Linked DNA regions of Mus musculus: all the other regions are linked to region 1. A link is a contact called in public HiCAR-type and promoter capture Hi-C data. All regions are on one chromosome and are shown on one strand. Each heading gives the region's core, a stretch centred on a gene start, on an enhancer-like site or on the middle of the called end of the contact. The rest is flanking DNA. Distances are from core to core; before and after follow the strand shown. Region 1 holds the start of Mxd4 (Max dimerization protein 4). Region 2 holds the start of Gckr (glucokinase regulatory protein). Region 3 holds the start of Zfp512 (zinc finger protein 512). Region 4 holds the start of Supt7l (SPT7-like, STAGA complex gamma subunit). Region 5 holds the start of AI839979 (expressed sequence AI839979). Region 6 holds the start of Rbks (ribokinase).

Region 1 (3,548 bases), core at 582-3,081:
GATGCAGCTGGTGGGAGCTAGTGTCCCCAGTTGAGATTAAAAATTTCCAAGGCTAGGAGGCTATTCTTGTGCTCCACTTCAACACACCACAGCATCCCATCCCAGTAGGAGGAGGGAGCAGGCTGGGGAGGTCAGGCTTGCCTTAGCACTTAGAGGCAACTCACCAGCCTGCCAAAGCAAAGGTGCACCCTTCAAAATGCTGGGCCCGCATGCTAAGCTCAGGGGCCCAAAGCTCAGCATTGAGCATGGGCCTCAATGCTCCAGAAAGATGGACACCCTTCTCCTTTACAGCTCTGGACAGCCCTGGCCCTGGAGTGATTGTGGGCTTGGTCAGAGAGGCACTTCAACCAATACTAAGGAGTTCTTTCAGTGTCTATACAGGACTGTTTATGACCGCATGAGGTTCCTCTTTTGTTTTTTTCAGGGCGCCATCAGAGCACCTGTTATTCTTAATCCTGCCCCACAGGTCAGACATCTGTGGCTCACACCCAGGCTGGGAGGGAGGTGGTTCTGGTTTCCACATTCCCAGATTGTTAACAGCTCTGGGTGTGGGAGCAGTAATCTCCATCTTTCTATTTCAAGGGGACACTGCAAGTTTCCTTATCTGCATATTGGGCATATGGAGAGCCACAAGGAAGTGTGCACAATGCATCCACCTTGGTCCTAAAGTAAATTCAATGCTAATAATCTTTGTTGTTTGCTACAGTACCTTCCTTCCATTTTAAGAGCTGCTATCTAGCCACCTTATTTCCCACAGAACTCTCCAGCCTGCTATTTTGTCCTCAACCTAATAACAGAGAGAGGATCAAGGGGTGGGAGAGGATGGATACAGAGGATGGTGTTAGGGCATCTTGAGCTGTCTGTCCCCCATGCATCTATAGGCCAGCATGAGGGCCTCGGGTCATTAGGGCCAGGAGTTTGCTGAAGAGTTCACCCTCTTGTCACCATAGCCTGGCTCTTGGCACGGCTCTACCCTCAGACCAAGCACCGCAAACAGACACTCACGGATCCCTCTTGCTCAGTAGTGTCAGTAGCTCTTGGTGCCTCTCCCTTAACCCTGGTGGCCTTCCTTTTTACTCCTGATGGCTGATCCTGCCTACTTTGGGTCTGACATCTGAGAGGCTTTTAGATTCCAATGGTCTGCGTCCCTGTCTCCAAGTTTTAGCCTTCCCTGAAGCCAATATTCCTGCCAGAGACAGGTGTCCTTTGCTGTTCTTTAGCGAGATCCCAGCGCCCGCCCCTATCAGGCCCCAAGCCTGGTCCTCCACCGAGACTATGGTACCAACTGACTCCGGGCAACAGGTCGTTGCGCACGACATGCATGGGCACGACAAAGCGCCAGGGCGCGTGTCCGCAGCGCATCCTGCCTGGTGTCTCCCGAGACACGGTCCACGTCCTCCTGGCCCCCGCGTAGGCCGGGCAGCAGTCCCACCACACAGTGCTTCCTCTCGGCAACCGGTCCTGCCCGGGCGTCCTCATTGGCCCCACGCCCTGTCACTGGCCATTGGTCCGCGGACTCAATTTACATAGACCGTTCTGGCCCAATCGGCGTGCAATGCCTACTTAACATGCACGATGGCCGCCAGTCAGCGAGCACTGGGGCTGGGCCACCACGTGCTGTTGCTAAGCTTGGGCTTCTAAATTGTTACTACTGGAGCCAGCCTATCCTAGCCAAGCTTCGCATCTGTCAACATTCTCAGCTCTGCCCGAGGCGTTCGGCCAGTCCCTATTGGGCAAGGCTAGACAAGAACCCGCCCCCTAAGCCGGAGCGCCCACACCTATTGGCTGCGTCGACTGCTGCTCGACTTATGTGTCAATTTGAGGGCCTGAGGCAGAGGGTGGCGGCCCAGCGCTGGAGTCCGCGAGTCGGGCTGGTGTGCCGCCAGGCGCGGGGCGTGCGGCGAGCAGAGCCGGCAGGAGCGCGCCGGGCAGCCGCCGCCGCCGCCGTCCCGTGCGCGGGCGGCAGGATGGAGCTGAACTCTCTGCTGCTGCTGTTGGAGGCGGCCGAGTACCTGGAGCGTAGGGACCGAGGTAGCCCGCGCCCCTTTGTGCCAGGGTGGGCGGGCGGCGGGCGGGCGCAGGGGGCCGCTGACCGCACCGTCTGTCCCGCAGAGGCCGAGCACGGCTACGCCTCCGTGCTGCCCTTCGACGGCGACTTCGCAAGGAAGAAAACAAAGACGGCCGGCCTGGTGCGCAAGGCCCCGAACAACAGGTACCGCCCCCAACCCCCACCTCCCACCCCCGCGCGCTGTGCCAAGCCAGCTCGGGTCGGCCCCACCCGAGTGTCCCCGTCCTCTCTGCGTCCCCAGTACAGTCCTGCGCGCACCCGGGCGGCCGGCCTGGAGGAGGTGCCGGCCCCGCCCGCGCGTCGCCATCTTCCCGCGGCCGCGCCTCCCCGCCGCCGTAAACAGTGCCACGCGTACAGCGGCCGCGCTCGCCGAGGGCCGTTCTGGACTTTTCCAGACCGGAGAGGAGTTGTCAGTTGGTGCCGACCGCTACTCCCTAGTTTGGGCCTAATTGGGGACTCCTCCCTCCCTTGCACTTCTCGGAGCTGGCTTTGCTCTTAGACCCAGCACCTTATCCCCAGGAGCCTGGACAGAGACCTCTCTCTGGCTACTTAAGCGTCCTGCGCAGCTTATTGACAAGGAAACTCCAACCACAAGCATAGGGCTGGCTTTGTCGCGAAGAGCTGCAGGGAGCTATTTCTCTCAAAAGTTCCAGGGCTCAACTACACTGTTTGCCTTGGCCTTGTGTTTGGAGGAAGCCCTGAAGCTGAGGTTTAGGTATGGCTAGGACTGCTAAAGGTTCCACCTTCCTGGCTGCAGTGGGATCCAGGGCACACCTGACACTGTCTAGGGGCTAACTTTGGCCCAGCTACTCCTGTGTGGTCAGTCTGAGAGCTTCCTTAGCAGGCTGGGGGCTTCAGGGCCCCTTGGCAGAGGGTGCGGCTCATTCCTGTGGCCTGTCTGTTCTTGGGAAACAGAGAGGCTGGCACAAGGACCCATTTCTGTGGTGTCCTAGGCCTGGCAAAGAACAGGTTGAATTACCAACGGCCTGAGTCCCAGCCCCTGGTCTCTTGCTTTGAACAGTTTGCAGAAGGACTTAAGTGTGTTGGAGGCCTCACTGCCCCAAGCTTCCACAGTGAGATGGCCTGGACCCGGCTTCTGTCTGCCCTAAACCCCAGGTTTGGGAGCTCAGCTTCCTGTGGCATGGAGTACCCACAGCTGATAGGAATGGTAGCATTCCTGAGCTGAGGCCCTTGAATGCTTCTGCCATATACACAAGTAAGAATCTGACCCAGCCTTGTAAATGAAGCCTTATTTTGACCTCCATTTTACAACCGAGGAAGCCAAGGCATAGACAGATTCAGTTACTTGGGTAGGGCTGCTTAACCACCCTGTTCCTGGATGAGGTCCTAGCCTTCCATCTTCTTCTGGGATGGGGAGAACTGGGTGCAAGGGGCAGGGGATGCAAAGGGCCTCTCTGACTGGACTTGGGTGCACCTCCCCTGAAGCTTCCTTGGACAGAGTGTACTCCTTCAAGACCTG
Region 2 (3,548 bases), core at 457-2,956, 2.9 Mb after region 1:
GTTTTCTGGTCTGGAAAGAGAACTTAAAAAAAAAAAAAGATAATAATACCAACTTTACTGGGTTTTGTGGATGTACAGAGTGTGGAAGTGCATTGCTGAGGATGGAGAGATGGCTCCGCCATGAACACACTGGCTGCCCTTTCAGAGGACCCCATGGCAGCTCACAATCATCTGTGATCCTTTCCTGCCTTCCAAGGGCACCAGGTACACACGTGGTACACAGACATACATGCAGCCAAAACAGCCATAAACATTTAAAAAATAATAATATTTTCAAAGGAAATGCACTGCTGCTGATAAAGTAGTATCCATCTGGTAGCTGTCATAACTATTATCAGTGACTAAAACAACAAAAAATATCCAAAGGGAAGACTAAAAGAATAAAGAACTGAGATTTATAAAAACAAGAAGTGGAGACCCGGGAAGGAGGAAGTTGGAGGGAACAGAAGTGTTTGGATGGATGAGAAGCAGGTGGGGAATTTGTACCTTCAGCACTTCCTGGACCTTGCCAGCCACTTGCAACATGGTGGTCAGAACTGACTCACTGTACAGTCGCTGTAGAGAGTGGACAGGAATCAGGATGGAGAAATGGGGTGGGGGGGTAGAGGTGAGAGAAAGGCAGTGAGATGACTCAGTGAGTTAAGAGGATTGTGGCCAAGTCTGATGATCTGAGTTTAATCCCAGGGACCCACATGGTGAAAGGACAGACTGATTCCCAAAAGTTGTCCTCTGACTTCCACACATTTCCTCATGGAACAAATCCTTCCACATCACAAAACAGATAAATAAATTTTAAAAATGGGAATGGGGAGGGGAGGAAGAAATGGAAGATGATGGATTGAGATTGAAGGAGAGGGATCAGGATTTCCTGTATCAGGAGGGTAGAGGTGGAAGTGTGGCCGACTTGACATCTTTATTTGCAGTGTCTGAGATTTGACTGTGGGTCACCTGGTAGGTGGGCATGATTTGCCCCTCCTCCTGGAATATCTCAGCATCACACTGCCCCAGCAGTTGAACAATTTTCTCTGCATCTGCTTTGTCCAAGTTCCGGGTCAGTGGGTTGGACTTCTCTGTGATTGGCACAGCTGCTTCATACCCTGACAACTAGAGACACACAAGGGTAGGGACAGAAAGCCAAAGTCTGCCTTATGCCTGCTGGACTGGAGGTGGGAGTGGCAGGAGGCCCAGTGTTTGGCTTAGATTCACATACTTCACACACACCGACTTGTGCACATACATGCACACATAAGGCACACACCATTCACATACTAAAAACTTAGTCTTCATGTGATGTTCTGAGCCTATTAGGAAAGGAAGATCATAAGGAAAGGTAAGGGGAAAGGTGCCTATCATGGTAAGTGTGCCTGCAATTCAGGCATTTGGAAAGTGAAGCTGCAACAAAGGGATCAGGAGTTCAAGGCTATCCTCAGATACATAGCAAGTTTGAGGCCAGCCTGGGCTAGACCGTGTAGCAAAAGAAAAAAAAAAAAAAATAGAAGAGGGAGTAGAAGTCCAGAGCTGAGGCCAGTCCAAACTTAACAGTATTTTAGGAATCAGAAGAGAAGGCTGAAATGGAGAAAGAACCTTACCTCCCATTCCCCAGGCTCAGGGGTCTCGATCACATGCTGATACCGCTTGGTGCTTGGCATGGTCCCACACTGCAGACTCTCCAACCCGCCTGCCTCTGCACTCACGCAATCTGTTCTGGCCCCAATAATTTGCTTCCAGTTGGCAGGGTCTTATCTGAGCCATGGAGATGATTAACCTAAGAACCCTGCCTCTCAAAACACCACCCCCTACGCCCCTCTCTTCAACACCCGTTCCTGTCGCCGGGGCTTCCAGCCCTCACAGGAGCTCCTGAGGGTCCTCTTTGCGTATACTCTGGCTTGCCAGCCTCTGCCCTTGGAGAAGAGGACCAGACGTTCTTTGCTTTTGCCCTTGCAGAACACCCAGGTCAGAAAGAATCCCTGAACAAATCTGTGGCCCAAATGCCTCCAAAGGCCAGAGATCAGGGTCAGTAGAAGTCAGAGGACTCAGGTCATGGCTTGATCACATGTCAGCATGCAGTCCTTCCCTGCCCCACTGGCTCATTTTATCTGCTCCTCTCTGAAAGAAAAGCAATAGACGCTTCTGGACCCCAGGTGTGCGAACACTGAACTGGATATCACAGAGGAGATGTCACAGAAATAGAAATACTGCTAAGAACAACGAGGACCAAGAAATTGCCCTAAATACCACAGTCTCTATTTCTCCTGACCCACTTTCTCCCAAATGGCAGACATCATTGGATACATGGACACATGGACACATAGATACATAGAAGCCATTGTTGGCATTGTTTTTAGATGAGGAAACAGCCTCAGACAAGTGGTTGGCTATTTAGGATCACACAGATTTCATACTCAGCTAACATATGAAATAATTTAAGGACCTAACATGTCTACATGTTTACTGAATGAATGCAACAACTAACAAGTTGTTGAATAATACTTATTCATACAGTGACAGAAGGTTTTTAAAGACTCTTGTTGCCGGGCAGTGGTGATGCACCCCTTTAATTCCAGCACTCGGGAGACAGAGGCAGGTGGATTTCTGAGTTTGAAGCCAGTCTGGTCTACAGAGTGAGTTCCAGGACAGCCAGGGCTACACAGAGAAACCCTGTCTTGGAAAAAAAAAAAAAAAAAAAAAAAAAAAAAAGACCCTTGTCCAGTGTTTGACACTATTGATATTCTAACAATTGTTTCATGTTTCTATGCTTTAAGGGTAGAAAACCTGAGGTGTGGGTTAACCGATTTCTCTCAAAGGAATGTGTTACACTCACACCCACGGGGGGGGGGGGGGGGGGAGAGAGAGAGAGATCTGCTTTTAAATTGCTCTTATATGCCCAGCCCTCTTTTTAATCCTTTCTAGTTCTTATAATGATGCCAGGCACATAGAAGATGATCAGTAAATATTTGCTGAATAAACGAAAGAGTGAATGAGAAAGCGAATGGAATCAAATCAGATCATGAATGGAAAAGAGACTTAAAAGCTGACGCAGTCTCCAAGAGGTTGTTAAAACAATAATTATCTCCATCATCCTCTGCTCGTGGCCCCCTCCTGCATTCGGAGATGGAATGCCTCTTCCTAACTTGGCTAATTTCATGCGGGGAAGGAGGTGCTTTCTCAGGTGCACAAGACCCTCACACCTGAGCCTGTCCTGGTGGCTCTAGTCAGTTAATCGGCTAGAGCAGGGAGGGTGAAGGAAGGGATAGGGGCCCCGGCAGGCCGCCATAGGGAGGGTCGTGGGAGGAGCCCAGGGAGAACGTGGCTGGGGGGAGAGGGGGGAGGGATGACGGCGGCGAGACAGGCCAGCGCGTCCCAGCCCGGCTGCAGCGGAGCGCGCCGGGCCAGCTCTGCAGAAGGCGGCGGCTGGCTCGCCGGGACGGTCACATCCCGCTGCAGGGGACCAGCTTTGGCCGCCGCACTGTCCTCTGCACCGGGGACGCAGGCCTCGCTGGCAACGCCCCCCGCTCAGAGTCAGACCACGCGGGGCCCTTGGGAAGGCC
Region 3 (3,548 bases), core at 610-3,109, 2.7 Mb after region 1:
TCTCTAACTGAATTATTCTTCGACCTTCAAGCCTCTGTCTTTGCGTGGACTATTCTGGTAATACTGAAATCATCCCTTTGCTTCCCAAAAGTGGCATTAAATTCCACTATAGGAATATTTACTAGCAGTTGCACAAATTAAAAGCGTAGCACATGCCTGTGATCCCGGTACTGGGAAGGCTGAGGGCAGAAACTGCAAAAGTTAAAGTCCACCCTGGCCGACACAGTAAGCTCCTGGTCAGCCTGGGCTACATAGTGAAACCCCATCTCAAACAAAAATACAAGTGTGTGGTGGCCCAGGCCTGTGATCCCAGCACTCAGGAGACAGATGCCTGAGGACTACAAGTTACAGGCCAAGCCAAGTGTCACAGGGAATTTCCAGATAGTGAGCCCCTACCACAAAAAAACAGTTTTTTCCTATTATACTGTATTGTATTGCCGTGATTACCCAATTCATCTGTTGAACAGACAGCTCTGTTGTCATGCCTGGGTGCCCAACCTACTACACAGCTTGTTCAGAGCAGACATCCCGTAAGTGTTATCTAAGTGAATGAACTCACCCCGGAGGTCCAAGTTAATAAAATCTTTCTTTTGTGTTAGCCATGGCAAAACTTAGCACATTCATTACACAAAACAATAAATCAGGGCTGCAACCAAGTAGCTTAGAAATGTAAAGATTGCTTATAGCTGTTTTTATTTCCCTCCCCAGTCCATCAAATTAATTATGAGCACATATTTGATATGGGGGGCAGAGGCCACGCAGGAATACCACTAACTGAAACACACACTCCATTTTTATTAGACTGCATCTTTATTGCAAGCCAGGTTTTCTTTCCCCCACACTAGGATTTTATCTGCACTGTCCAATCCCGTAGCTACTACCTACAGATGGTTATTGAAGTTTTAGTCCATTAAAATGAAATAGAATTTGTAATTCGGTTCTTCAATTGTACTAGCCACATCTCAAGTGCCCCAAAGCCATACCTGTCTGGTGGCTATGATGCTCCACAGTGCAGACACAGAACATCTTTAGCAGCACTGTCTACACCATTACAAAAATGTCCTCAGAAAACCTCACTTACTTCTTAGCTCCCACGATCCTGGTGCTCCTCTGCTGCTTAAGGGATGTGGGTCCCGGGGTCTAGCAAATCACAAGCACAGGAGTGAGTGCTAGGGACCTTTGAAGCTCATCCGCAAAGAGATGAATCCCCCTTGTGCCTAGATGTGAAGCTGTCCCGAGCAACTACTTCAAATGGACTGAAGGAGACACTTTTTAGGAAACCTGTGCCATTCTATTTATTCACAATGTAAAGACGGGTTGACAATACCAGAGTTTTCATCTTTGTCCATTCTCAAAACCCTATCCTAGATAGAGGCTTGAAAAGAAAAGACGAGGAAAAAAAAAATATATATATGATATATACATATGTATCATATATATATTAAAAGAAACGGGAGGCACTGGGGATGCTGAAGGAATATAAATAATTACAATGTGTCGAGGAACTCAGTCCAAGGATACGAGGACTAAGCAATAAAAATAAAAATGGGAAGAAAAAAGGCGGTAAGTGGATCTGATATAAAAGGGTGGGGCCTAGGATTGGCTCCGGAAAAAAAAAAAAAAAACAACTCTGAGTACAAAACAAAAGCAAAGGACCGCGTGTTCTCAGCTCGACAGTTCTATTTCTAAAGTATAATGGTCACACCAAGAAACTCACGGCGGTGACTGCACCGAGTCTGGAAGACATCACTCCCCCTCCACGCCTAACAATTTCACCCAAGGGCTCCGGACAGACCAACGCCACTTCCGCTCTCCTCGCCTCTCCCGGATGTGGTCTCAGCGGCGACTAACCCTGTTCTGAACACCTACTTCCGCCTAGCTGCTTCCGAGGGGGCTGCGGCGGGAAAGGAGTCACGTGATAACTCTTCTTCGGCTTCCATTGAGACCCCGCCCCCATAGCAACAAGGGAGTAGGCAGGCCTTTGGGGCGTGAAGGTTGGAGCAAATGGGAGGAGTCTGAATATTTAAGGGGTCCTCCCGAACTAGCGTTTGCACACCTACTCCCACCCATCCCACAAGTGGTTTTACAGATGCAAACGAAATTCAAATCGCCCCTTTATTGATCTTAAATTAAAGACCCATTCTCTTCTCCTTCCCTCCCAGATATCTCTTTCTTTGCTCAGGTGAGGGACAGAACTCTCCTTATCCACTAACTTCTGGCCTCCAAACTTGTCTAGCTTTTGGATTTTTTTTTTTTTTTTTTTTTTTGGTGCGGTCCCTGAAAGACATGAACACTTTAGCCAAGTTACATCTGGATCTCTCCAGCGGATGAGTCTGGAACAATGCCTGTTCTTAGAAGAAGTGGGCTTGATCCAGAACTATGTCCTTTCCAACCAGAGGGAACGGAAAAGGATCTTTCAGAGAAATTACCATGGCTCCTTTCTGAATGACTGCCCAGTGACGTCCACGAGAGACTGAGATGGCTCGTTTTTGAGGGACTGAGGCATCTCAGAGAATAGAGAGTCTGCTGACTCCTCCCTGAAAGACTGTGTAGACTCTTCTTCACAGAAGGAATGTGCCCTCTTCTCTCTAGAAGTCTACAAGGGCTTCTCCCTGAGGGACTGTGAAGGTTCCTTCCTGAGGGACTACAAGGGCTCCACCTCAAGTGACTTCTAGGGCTCTTCCCTGAAGGACTTGGAAAGCTACTCCCTGAGGGATTTTGAGGACTTCTCCTTGAGGAACTGTGGCCTCTCCCCTTAAAGAGACTGTTATGTCTTCTATCAAAGAGCTATGATAAGTTCTTACAGAGGAACTAAGACTGTTTCTCTGGGAGGGACTTTAATGACTCTGATTTCATCAAGGAAGTAAACTCAGCCCCGGTACAAGAGACAGACACATGCTCAGTGACTTCCTGGAATATGTCGCTGAACTTTGAACTAGTTTTCTTGACTCCCAATCTACTACCAGAGTATTGCTGGATTATGGAAGATGTTGAGCAGAGTGTTGACATCGTTAAAGGCATTCTTTTCTCATTACTGTGACATAAAATATGTCTCTGAATATAGTTTTTAACCACTGAAGTCTGAGAAACAGTCCTTGAAACCCTTTCTAGCAGGCTTTGAGAAAATACCATTAGTTCAGCTGGAACCCCAAAAATTAAGAATAGATTGGTAGATGTCCATAGTGGAGCCTTCTGTTACAAATGACTGAAAACAAGGCTTCCTTTCCATAGTGGTTCCCATGACATTCCCCAGCATTAGCATACTGGAGAGGTATTTCCTAGGTAGTCGCTGCCTACAGACATGACTTTCCCAGACATTCTGTTGTATGCCCAGGAAAGAACCGATAGAGCTTCTTCGAGCCCCTAATCCAGCCTGAAACTCCTCTGTTAGTAGTTTGAATGAATATGAAGAATACCTCTGGAATTCCTCCATTTGGCCCTTTTCAATTCCTTTCTTAGATAAGACATTAATATTCCAGATCTCAGGATATGGGTTTCCCTTGGTGTCTCCTGTCTTATCAGAGGGTAGATTTGGAAGGACCAAGGGA
Region 4 (3,548 bases), core at 573-3,072, 2.7 Mb after region 1:
GCCTGAGAGGTGAAAAAATATCAAATACTGATTTCTCAGCCAAAGAAATGAAGTAAATTTTTCCATGCCCTCCAGGTGATAATTAGCACTCAGAAAGCTCTCTCTCTCTCTCTCTCTCTCTCTCTTTCTGTGTGTGTGTGTGTGTGTGTTTAAATGATAAACGCAATAAGCAAATTACACGGTGAGAAAGAGGTGTATGTATAATGCCCATAATTCAACACTTTTACTCACTAAAGTTAATGACCCTGGGCTTGCAAATTACATTTACCCTACTTCAGCTGTAGGCCTTCTGAGCTGTATGATCAAAAGCACTTGAGGGTGCCACCTTCAGTAGTAGTTTCTTACCCATTCCCCACGTGCAGCCCAGCTCATCATCTTGACCACTTCTACTGCTCTTCCCTTCAGTGGTATTTGCTTCTTCTTCTTCATCTGAGTCTTCACCTAACATCTTCTTCTCCAATAATATCTGCTGCTGTTTACGCAATTCCTTCAACTGTGTTACTGTTAATTCAGATTCTGCCTCTCGGTCTTCCTCTGGTCCCTAATGAATCATGGGTAAAATATATACATATATGGATTCAGAAGTGAGAAAATTACTTTCTGAGACACAGCAACGTACACAGACCTGTGGGTCCAGAATGAGGCCTGTGCTTTTGTCATTGGTTACCAGAATCCTTTTACTCAACTAAACCTTAAAGAAACTCAGAATCGCCGGGCGTGGCGGTGCACGCCTTTAATCCCAGCACTCGGGAGGCAGAGGCAGGCGGATTTCTGAGTTCGAGGCCAGCCTGGTCTACAGAGAGAGTTCCAGGACAGCCAGGGCTACATAGAGAAGCCCTGTCTTGAAAAACCAAAAACAGTGAAGTCCCAAGATTTTTATTTTAGATTTTTCTACCTACCTGAAGGATAAAGAGCCGAGTGCTGCCTCCAAAGCGCATTACATGCCCGACGTGGACTCTACAGTAAGTGCGGGGTGGGATGCGAGTTTTGTTGAGGAACGTGCCGTGGGTACTTCCCAGATCGTAGAGATAAAAGCCCTGCTCATGACCCTCAGAGTCTCCGCTGGGATCCGCCCCCCGGTGCTGTAGTACAGCATGGTACCGAGACACGGAAGGATGCTCCAGACATATGTCACAACTAGCAAGTCTCCCGAAAAAGCAGCAGCTCGTGTCTTTCAAGGTGCGGGTGCCAAGGATGGTGCCACCCTTCAGGGTTTCGAGACTGTAGGGGGCCGTGGCTGGGCTGCCCCACGATGGCTCTCGGTACGGAGGAGCCCGGGTCGGACCGCCAGACGCAGGAGCTACCCGCGGGGAGCGGAGTTGCTCCACCGGTGGACCCCCGGTCTCCTGGCTGTCCGGCTGCGGTGGCGGGACCTCGGGCTCCTCACATCCAGAGTCCAGCTGCGCCGCGAGACATTCTTTCTTCACATCCTCAGAAACGGAGGGACTGGAGGCCGGAGCCTTACCCCGTACTGCGGAAGGCACTGGTAAAACCGGCTTCTTAAACTCGCTACTGACTTCCTGGGGAGCTGGCGCATCTAGCTGAGGGGTAGGATCAGCCATCCTTAGCCGGGTGCAATCTCAAAATGTGTCCCTCGGAAACCCCGACCCCTCGCTCTCTACGTTCCCGCTCACTTCTCCTCCTCCTTCCCACCTCCCTGAGGCTTCTCTGGACAGAAATGTTGGAGTTCCTCTTTCAAGACTCGCAGAGTTTTAAAGATGTGAATAGCACTAGGGAGTCACAATACCAGAAAGCGGGGAGAGGCTCTCAGAGTGCTGTGCAGGATACGGACATTTTAGGCGTTGCATGTAGGCTAGTAATAACTTCCTGTGGCAGAGGGCGATTGGGAAGAAGTGCTTCCGTGGCCTTGGTCCATTAATCAATAAACAAGGCTCCTAGGCTTGACCTAGTCCTCGACTCCGACCTGTCAGAGTCAGGCAGCCGCGTATACCACTCCTGGGGCAGGGCGGTGAGTATTTGAACTTTATTTTCTGGTTCCGGTCCAGAGCCACCCATTTTCCTGCTGCCTTGTAAATCAGACTTCCCAGGATCCTGTGGTCGGCGCCTAAGCCTAAGCCTCCAGATCCGGAGCAAGGAGTCCCTATCTGCAGCTCTCGAATTTATTCCTTTTATGAAGTTAGTAAAGAAGCAATTTATTATTGTTCATTCTTTTATTACTCGGAACAAAATATTGAGATAGCATGTTTAGTGGCTTAACAAACCTGAGCATCGAAACCTCTTTTCTTTTTTACTCTTTGTATTTATGATGTTGGCATGACCCTGGACAACAGCTTCCACATCTGAAAAATTGGAAATAGTAGTGTTAATTTGTCATAAAATTTATGGAAAATTGAACTAAGCCATAGTTAATATTATAACTCTTTGACAGAGGCCTGAAACTATACCAAGATGGCAGCCATAACAAGTGGGAGAATACAGATGAATAAGTCAACTAAAGTTAAGGTTCAGGGATAAAAGCAAATTCATGTAAATATACAAAGAAAGGAGATCTGTTGGGGGGAATGGTGATTTCAGGGATCCTAAAGAACAAATTCAAGTCTGATAAAGATGTAGAGGGTTCCTGGCAGAGGTCACAACTCAAAGGGTCAATTATAAAAATATCTCATGTTCTTGAGAAGCTGAGTGGTGGAGCTGGAGAGATGGTTCTGTGTGCTGCTCTTCGGTGGATCTGAGCTCCATTTCCAGTACCCACATCAGGGGAGTTCACAACCACCTCTAATTTGAGCTCCAGAAGGATCTGATGCCCTCTTCAGATATCCTTGGCACCTGCATACACATGGAACACACAAGCATATACTCAACCCCCAACAGACAACAAAAACGAATGTCTGTGAATGCATAGCCTGCCTGGTCTACAGAGCAAGTTCCAGGATAGCCAAGGCCTCAAAGGGAAACCCTGTCTCGAAATTAATAATTTAAAAATACAATCTTAGCAAAGGAAATAAGCTGAGGGGCCAGTTAGATGGCTTAGTAGGTAAAAGGCACTTGCTGCCAAGTCCGAATGCCCGAGTTCAATCCATGGAACCCACATGGTGAAAGGAGAGAACTGCCTCTCACAAGTTGTCTTGTGATTTTTTCATGCACACATACCCAAAATAAGTAAATGTAAAAAAAAAAAAAAAAGAAAAGAAAGAAAGAGAAAGAAAGGAACTGAGTAGTATATTGTTAGAGCTGAGGGCATTCATTTTGTCCAGGAAGCCCCTCACTTGCCTGCAGGACACTGAACTCACGCCTTTAAAGTAGCAGTGCCAGCTGCTGCTATACTGCAGTATTTTGCTTCTGTTATTCCCTCAGGACAAAGATCTTACACCGTCACACAATGTATTCATTTGATGTTTGTTGGACCTGAGGAGACATATAGGCAGTAAACCTGGAGACGTGAATTAAAGACGCTTAGTAAGCTTTTATTGAATGCTAAGCCACAGAATTCTGACTTTTTCCAAGCAAAAGAAACAAACAAAAAAGCTTGGAAGTGTAGCTCAGTAATAAAAATACTTTTGTAGGATGTGTTAAATCTTCAGCATTGA
Region 5 (3,548 bases), core at 391-2,890, 2.6 Mb after region 1:
CTCTCTCTCGATATATATCAGGATGACCTTGAATTTGTGGCTATGCTCCTGCTTCTGCCTCCAGGGTGCAGAGTACTGGGATTGCAAGCATGTACCATGATACTTAGCTAGAAATTTTTATTTGTTTTTTGAGACTGGGTTTCTTTATGTAGCCCTGGCTGTCCTGGAACTTACCATGTAGACCAGGCTCCAATTCAGAGATCCACCTGCTTCTCCATGCTTTGCTTTGGGGATTCTTCTCTTTTCTCTTCTTTTTTTTTTCTTCTTTCCTTTTAAAATGTATATGAGCACACTGTTGCTGGCTTCCAACATATCAGAAGAGGTCATCAGATCTCATTAAAGGTGGTTGTGAACATATGTGGTTGCTGGGAATTGAACTCAGGATCTCTGGAAGAACAGTTAGTGCTCTTAACTGCTGAGCCATCTCTCCAGCCCCACCTAGGGAATTTTTAATAATTGAAATTACCCAACATATGTAATGGAATGTCTCATGCTTACATTCAGAAAAGAAATAATAAAAAACAAATCTTGTTACGAAGAAAACCGGGTATGGAAATACCAAGTCAATGAACTTGGTCCAAGTTCAAGGTCAGTAGAGGGGCTGCACTCCCTGTGCCTCGATCCCAGCCCTTCTACTCTTACAAACATGCAGCATGCCTACTACTCCGACTTTTCTTTCCTTTGTTTTTAAAGACAGGGTCTCACTATGTAGCCTTGGCTAGCCTGGAACTCACCATGTAGACCAGGATGGACTCTTAACTCCTAGAGATCATCTGCCTCTACCTAGTGCTAAGATTAAAGACATCCTCAGTGTCCCCCATCCTCCAGTGTCCCCATCCTCCAGTGTCCCCCATCCTCCAGTGTCCCCCATCCTCCAGCTCACCTGCTGCATCTGAGTTCCCACTGTAAAGGAGATCACAGATGTTTCCCCACTCGGGGTTGGTGAAGGTTAAGGGGAGCATCAGAGAGACCTTAAGTCTGGTTCTCACCGACTTTATACCTTGCCCAATGGCACATGCCAGCATGAGAAACACGGAAATTTGGCAAACCATGCAATCTACCAGGAACTCAGCTGTGAAGGGAGAGACAGTCCAAGATTGCCTGCAAAGTTTCTGCTTCCTCTCAAGCCCTCCAGAGGCCCCAGAGGAAGGAGTCCTGACCCTGCCATCTTCCTTAGACTCCAGGGCCTCCTTTTCTCTAAAGAGGCGTGGAGGGTGCTGAGTGTGGGGTGAAGGGGAGATCAGTGCAGCCAGGCTGCAGTCAGGCACAGGAGGCTGACCTTCAGTTAGCTGCTGCTAGACTGAGCTCCCACTAGTTACCTAGGAAGGCACCCAAAAGCACCGGGAGGCTGGGGGGCGGCGGGTTGGGGCAGAGACCACCCAGGAGAAATGAAGGGCTTGGTGTGGGGAGGGAAAGGAGGAAGCGGGGTGGGGGCAGTATCAGAGAAGAAGGGGCACTAGAGAGTGAGGAAAAAAGCAGAAGTCATTGTGTGGGGAGAAGGTTGAGGGATGATGCCGAAAAAGAGGAAGGGGTCAGCGGTGGCGGTAAGACTTTGGAGAAGGAAGGAGAAAGTCGAGAGGGAGGGAAGAGGAGGCGGTCCTGATTCTCCACTTTACTGCCCATTCCTTCTCCCTTGCTGAAACATCCAGCCGGTGCCTTTGTGGCCTCTTGGGCTGGGTTGCAATCTCATGCCAACCCGCTTGCCGGTTGTCAGGAGGCCTCTGGGGAGGACGCTGCAGGAGCCTCAAACGCCACCTACTCCCGGCCTCTCTCCCGGTTGATGTTTCTATTTTGGGCACCACATTATTTCCTGCTGTGATTTTTTTTTTCAGGCTTCTAATTCAGGCTCTGAGGTAAGCTGTGACATCCGCTCGTGCCCGCAGGCCCCTCCCGCACACTGCTTGTCCTCCTGGGGCGCGGGCACCCCTCAGGCCCAGCAGCAGTCCAGCCACTGCGGGGAGTCTTGGCAGGGCCTGCCTAAAAATAAGCTTTCGGATTTCCCCTCCCCCTGGTAGGGCAAAAGGAGGCTAGCTGGAATAGATTTCTAGGCAAGGATTTGAGGGGGTGATGGAGTGAGGTTGACAGGGACCTGCTATAAACTGTGCCATTGTGCCTAGGAATGGGAGTCCAACGCTTCCGTGTCCGAAGTCTGTTTAACTATATTTGGACAATGACCCTTTAGAGATGCTGATAAAGGCTACACAGAATCCCAGAAACTGTCCACAACAAACTCACAGGTAGGTTCCTGGTAATTTTGGGTTTGTGCACTTCCTTGAGTCGGGGAGCCCTTGTTCAAAGCCCTGGGTATGCATGGACGCCTCCCTCCCTGATCTCTCCTCTCAACCTCAGTATGCCTCATTATATTTAATCAATATGTGCTTAAAAAGAAGAAGTCTCTGTATGTGCAAGTACTTCAAGCACAGGCAGATTATAAGCTATGTCCTTAGGGAAACAACAGCCTCTTAAAACTGTCTTCTGGTTTACTCCCAAGGACCTGCTGGCCATCTGGCAGTGAGGGCACCCACTGCATTGGGTTCTGGCAGATTTAAGTTCCGAACTCAATTAAGTAGGCTCTGTTTTTGTTTTTCCTGACTTCTCTCTCACAGCAGACAAAATGGTAAAGCTCCCGGGAGTCTCACCCATCCCAGTCCATGGGGGTGACTTTAGCTGAGACTCCTAGCAGTGAGGATATGGAGCCTGTTGTGCTTGTAGACAGGAGCCTAGCATAACTCCTCTGACAGCTACCCAGCAGCTGACTGAAACAGATGCTGAGTCCCACAGTCAAACATTAAATGGAGCTTGGGGACTCTTGTGGAAGAGTTGTGGGAAGGATTGCAGGCCCTGAAGGAAATAGGAACTCTACAAGAAGACCAACAAAGTCAACTAACCTGGACCACTAGGGGCTCCCAGAAACTGAACCATCAACCAAAGAGCATACACAGGCTGGACCTAGGCCTCCTTGCACATATGGAACAGATATGTAGCTTGGTCTTCATGTGGATCTCCCAACAACTGGAGCAAGGGCTGTCCCTGAATCTGTTGCCTGCCTGTGGGTCCTGTTCCCTTAACTAGGCTGCCTTGTCTGGCCTCAGTGGGAAAGGATGTGCCTAGCCCTGCAAAGACTTGATGTACCTAGGTTGGGGGATAACCGAGGGAAGAGGGAGGGTTCCATCTTCTCAGAGGAAAAGGGGATGGGGGACTGTGTGAAGGAGGTACGGGGAGAGGGGAGCAGCAATTGGGATGTAAAGTGAATAAATATATATATCAATGAATAAGTAGGAAAAACGATCAAGTTCCTCACATGGCTGAAAGTGAAAGAGGCAGCGTCTTTTAAAAGGTCTTGGTCACTGGAGGTTTTTTTTTGCTTTTGAATCACATGCACCTTGTCTGCTGTTGCCTTTATGAACATGTAACATCCAATAAATTTTGTTTTTTAAATCTTTATCATATTTTATTTGTGTGTGTGTCTGTAGACCAGGGTGGCTTCAAACTCAGAAATCCTCCTGCCTCTGCCTCCCAAGTGCTGGGGTTAAAGGTGTGCACTGCAC
Region 6 (3,548 bases), core at 653-3,152, 2.5 Mb after region 1:
TCCACTCCCCCCCCACACACACACACAGTTTCTTAATGAATACTGTTTCCATTTTGTAAATACAAAAGCTAAAGACCAGCCAAATCAAGTTACTTATTTAATGTCACATAAAGAACAAACAGAAGGACTGAAATTCAGGTCCAGAGCTCTCTCAAATTCCACTATTCCTATCCTCTTCTCAAGCATTAATTACAATGGCCACTAAAGAAAGCACCAAGGTGAATTTTTAAAGCATACACTTCGGTAAATATAAAGACAAAGTCACGAATTTATACACATGATTGCTTTACAGCTAGACACCAACTAGGCTCCTGCTGATCCAGTGTTGGTACTAGCCTGAATGATTCACTAATTAAATGCCAAAGGAAACAACCTTCTCCAGACGCCAAACCACACTAGTGATTATGAAAACCCATTCCACTTCAGCAACTGTCAAGACGTTAGGATCACACCTGAGGGAATGGATTTCTGTCTTTATCTCCAGAACAGCAGCTATAATACAAGTTTTTGACAGTGCAAGGTTTTGTGCAGCTTCAAGATGTTTCAGTAAGTGTGACTTCACTAACAAATGAAAGTTAAAAAAAAAAAAAACTATACTGACTCCAAAATCAGGAATTTGAAGAGAAAAAAAAAAAAAAAGATGATTCTTTGGTACAATATGCAGGGATATGGATTAGAAACACACACCTCTCCTTTACATATGGCACCATTATAACTGATTCCAGAGAAGCAGGAAATTTTGGTGACCTGCCTCTCTTGAATGCTTGTTTTGCAATTTGTATTTCCTGATTTTGATGTATTGCAGACGGAAGATGCAAATATATAATTTTTATAAAAAAATCTGCTGCCGCAAGATAAGGTCACATGAGGTCTTTTAGTGGGCAGGCTGTCTGGGGAACACAAAGACGTATAAAGCACCATCTAGGCTCTCGCAATTAGGAGAGGATGACAAACACGGAAACATGTGCCCCCGTTGACGTCATGGAACGGAAAGGGGTGGCCTCCTGCTGCATCACGTCCACGTCATATGGCGCACGAGGGAAGTTACTGTGGGGGAGCAATTTCTCCACTGGGCAACATCAGGGAGGGGCGGGGAGAGCGAATTGGTTCCGATCCAAAGAATGTCCACCCATTCTGAGGAGAATCTAAAGGGATCCAACCCTTTCTCCCAAATTGTATGATGCCCTCATCAAGTGCAAAAAGAGGCGGGCTTCATCAGAAACCAGGACTGAACGAGATACGTGGAGAAAGAGAAGCCTCAGATCTTGGGGGCGGCTCTTGAGGGAATCCGCGTGCTGTGGGGCGAGCGGGGCATCTTTGGAACGCGGGCCTTCTCTTGAAGAGGCTAGCTCTCTGGCCATACTCAAACATGGCTCTCTGCGCCACCTGTGCGACTGAGATCCAACCTCCCCGCACCAGCCCGGGTCCAGGTACCTGGAACTTAAGTCCGATCAGTAACCGGCGACTAGACGGGGTACAGGTTACCCGAGCGCGCCCCCGACCGACGCACCGACCTGCGCGCGAACCGCGGGCCGGATGCGTGCGCGCTCCCCCGGACGTCCCGCCCTCTCCGGAGCCGGCCGGGCGTGCGCGTCCCCGCGCCGAGAAGCCGGAAGCTGAGGAAGGCGACCGGGTAGCGCCTGAAGGTTCCCGGGAGCTCTGGCCTAGTGCTTGGCGCGCTCTGTCATTCTCGCCGTGGCGGCCGGGCCCTGTGCTTGTGAGGCGGGGCAGGAACACCGGTCCCAGAGGGATCAGGACTAGCCAAAGGCCGGAGAGATTTCGGGCATTTGGGAGGGCGACCGGCACAGGCGGGTGGAACGCCCGCGTCGTTAAGGAGGACGGGGCGGCGTCCCTGGTTACGGGGTCAGGCAAAGGGCAAAGGGCAGCGTCAGGGTTGAGCAGGATTAGTAATGGCGGCGTGTGGGGAGCCCGGGAGGCCCTGGCAGGAGGAGGAGGCAGCAGCGGTGGTAGTGGTGGGTTCCTGCATGACCGACCTGGTCAGGTTAGTGCGGGGCCGCAGCGCAAGGTCTCGGGAGGGCGAGCCACACTGTGGATGCCCGGGCCTCGGATCGGTGGGCACCCACCATTGGAACTTTCCTGAAAGCTTCAGGTTTCCAAGCACGACTTCTGAGGTGAAAAGGCAGAATTCAAGTTTGTGGAGGTCAATGACAGAGGAAGGGACAGGGATGGGGGGTGGGGGGACTGAATGAAAGCTTTGATAGACACCCCCACCTACGGGCGCCCCCAAACACCTGCACCTGTTTCCTTGGCCAGGCTGCCCCATGACATTTTAACCTCTGAGAACATGATGTACCTACTTCACAGGGTTGAGAGCACAAGAAGTGTTTTGTCCACCAGACCCAACTGGGTATTACTGGATTGAACACGTGAAAGAAGGCACTGAGGCAAACACCTTTTCACTCATGTTGGCATTCCTGCAGTGTTCCATATTTACAGTTTACTTTTATGTGGAAATGTAACCATGGGCCAACCTTTGTGGTGAACCTAAGTGTGAATTCAAAATTTAAAACACACACACACACACACAAACATGACAATTACAGCCACTAAAAACCTGACCAAATAGTGCTAAATGAGAATAGTTGAGTTAGGTCAGAGAGGTTGTAGGGAAGATCCTTCTGCTTTGTCGTCTGTTTTTATGAAAACAGCTTTCCAAGCAGATAAGCAATATACATTGTAGAAAAAAAAATAGTTCAGGTATTCCAAAAAACTCAGGCCATATAATTCTGTTTATGTTAATAACCATATTTCCCAGCAACTTAGTGTCATCGGTCCCTAAACTATTTTTCCAAAAGATAGCAGAGAACTTTGAAATAAGGCCTTGGGGTAATCAAAACAACCAAACCCTTTCACCAAACTACCTATATCTACTTTAAAAACAGCTCCAGGGGCCTCATATATCTAACTTAATCTTGCTTAAAACATTATAAATTGTTATCAGATTCATCAAGATGGCTATGAGGTAAAGGTGCTTGACTAAAGCCTAATGCCCTTCAGTTCCTGGAGCCCAGTATGGTGGAAGGACACTACATATGTGATGCATGAGTGTGTACACAATAGATAGATAGATAGATAGATAGATAGATAGAATAAATAAGTCTATGCTTTCAAATTACCAAACACAACAGAAAAGATGGAATTAAAAAGGAGACTGGGGCCGGGCGTGGTGATGCACGCCTTTAATCCCAGCACTTGGGAGGCAGAGGCAGGCGGATTTCTGAGTTCCAGGCCAGCCTGGTCTACAAAGTAAGCTCCAGGACAGCCAGGGCTACACAGAGAAACCCTGTCTCGAAAAAAACAAAAAAAAAAAAAGAAAAAGAAAAGAAAGAAAGAAAAAGGAGACTGGGAGAGGCAAGTTAATTGACAAAAACCCTGATATGTTGTAGGGACTACAGAAATGGCCTCAACAGTTAAGAGCATTGGATAAAAACCACCTGTAACTCCCATCTAAAGGGTCCCACACCTCCAAGTGCATTGCTTTCCTACACACAGAGTTAAAAGTAAAAAAATGATTTTTTTAAATGAAG

Evidence for each region. Promoter capture Hi-C pulls out the DNA fragments that hold promoters and counts their contacts. HiCAR-type assays count read pairs that join an accessible place to other places.
Region 2: a HiCAR-type map of astrocytes shows a contact between it and region 1, with 7 times the contacts expected there. The contact joins the promoter of Gckr here to the promoter of Mxd4 in region 1. A contact is called at or near these places in 2 of 39 promoter capture datasets (liver and pre-B cells), 1 of 115 datasets of contacts at active chromatin or transcription factors (astrocytes) and 1 of 9 other capture datasets (liver).
Region 3: a contact with region 1 is called in a HiCAR-type map of astrocytes, with 5 times the contacts expected there. The contact joins the promoter of Zfp512 here to the promoter of Mxd4 in region 1. A contact is called at or near these places in 1 of 484 Hi-C or Micro-C datasets (B cells), 1 of 115 datasets of contacts at active chromatin or transcription factors (astrocytes) and 1 of 9 other capture datasets (liver).
Region 4: a contact with region 1 is called in a promoter capture Hi-C map of liver, with 2.7 times the contacts expected there. The contact joins the promoter of Supt7l here to the promoter of Mxd4 in region 1. A contact is called at or near these places in 1 of 39 promoter capture datasets (liver), 1 of 484 Hi-C or Micro-C datasets (B cells) and 1 of 9 other capture datasets (liver).
Region 5: a promoter capture Hi-C map of liver shows a contact between it and region 1, with 3 times the contacts expected there. The contact joins the promoter of AI839979 here to the promoter of Mxd4 in region 1. A contact is called at or near these places in 2 of 39 promoter capture datasets (both in liver).
Region 6: a promoter capture Hi-C map of pre-B cells shows a contact between it and region 1, with 2.0 times the contacts expected there. The contact joins the promoter of Rbks here to the promoter of Mxd4 in region 1. A contact is called at or near these places in 2 of 39 promoter capture datasets (liver and pre-B cells).

The regions. Positions count from the first base shown.
Region 1 is chr5:34,185,993-34,189,540 of GRCm38.p6, reverse strand. Mxd4 (Max dimerization protein 4) reads left to right here and starts at 1,831. Exons shown (of 6, transcript NM_010753.2): 1 at 1,831-2,031; 2 at 2,113-2,212. The coding sequence starts at 1,968.
Region 2 is chr5:31,295,721-31,299,268 of GRCm38.p6, reverse strand. It overlaps Gckr (glucokinase regulatory protein), which reads right to left and starts at 1,706. Exons shown (of 19, transcript NM_001374741.1): 1 at 1,590-1,706; 2 at 949-1,104; 3 at 487-555. The coding sequence starts at 1,649. Fndc4 (fibronectin type III domain containing 4) reads left to right here and starts at 3,337. Exons shown (of 7, transcript NM_022424.6): 1 at 3,337-3,548.
Region 3 is chr5:31,450,747-31,454,294 of GRCm38.p6, reverse strand. Zfp512 (zinc finger protein 512) reads right to left here and starts at 1,859. Exons shown (of 14, transcript NM_172993.3): 1 at 1,718-1,859; 2 at 1,082-1,140. The coding sequence starts at 1,747.
Region 4 is chr5:31,525,036-31,528,583 of GRCm38.p6, reverse strand. Supt7l (SPT7-like, STAGA complex gamma subunit) reads left to right here and starts at 1,822. Exons shown (of 5, transcript NM_028150.2): 1 at 1,822-1,969. It overlaps Slc4a1ap (solute carrier family 4 (anion exchanger), member 1, adaptor protein), which reads right to left and starts at 1,589. Exons shown (of 14, transcript NM_001347328.1): 1 at 900-1,589; 2 at 346-541. The coding sequence starts at 1,562.
Region 5 is chr5:31,569,489-31,573,036 of GRCm38.p6, reverse strand. AI839979 (expressed sequence AI839979) reads left to right here and starts at 1,640. Exons shown (of 3, transcript NR_102275.1): 1 at 1,640-1,853; 2 at 2,118-2,237; 3 at 2,607-3,445.
Region 6 is chr5:31,695,964-31,699,511 of GRCm38.p6, reverse strand. Rbks (ribokinase) reads left to right here and starts at 1,902. Exons shown (of 8, transcript NM_153196.1): 1 at 1,902-2,002. The coding sequence starts at 1,911. Babam2 (BRISC and BRCA1 A complex member 2) reads right to left here and starts at 1,462. Exons shown (of 12, transcript NM_144541.1): 1 at 1,435-1,462.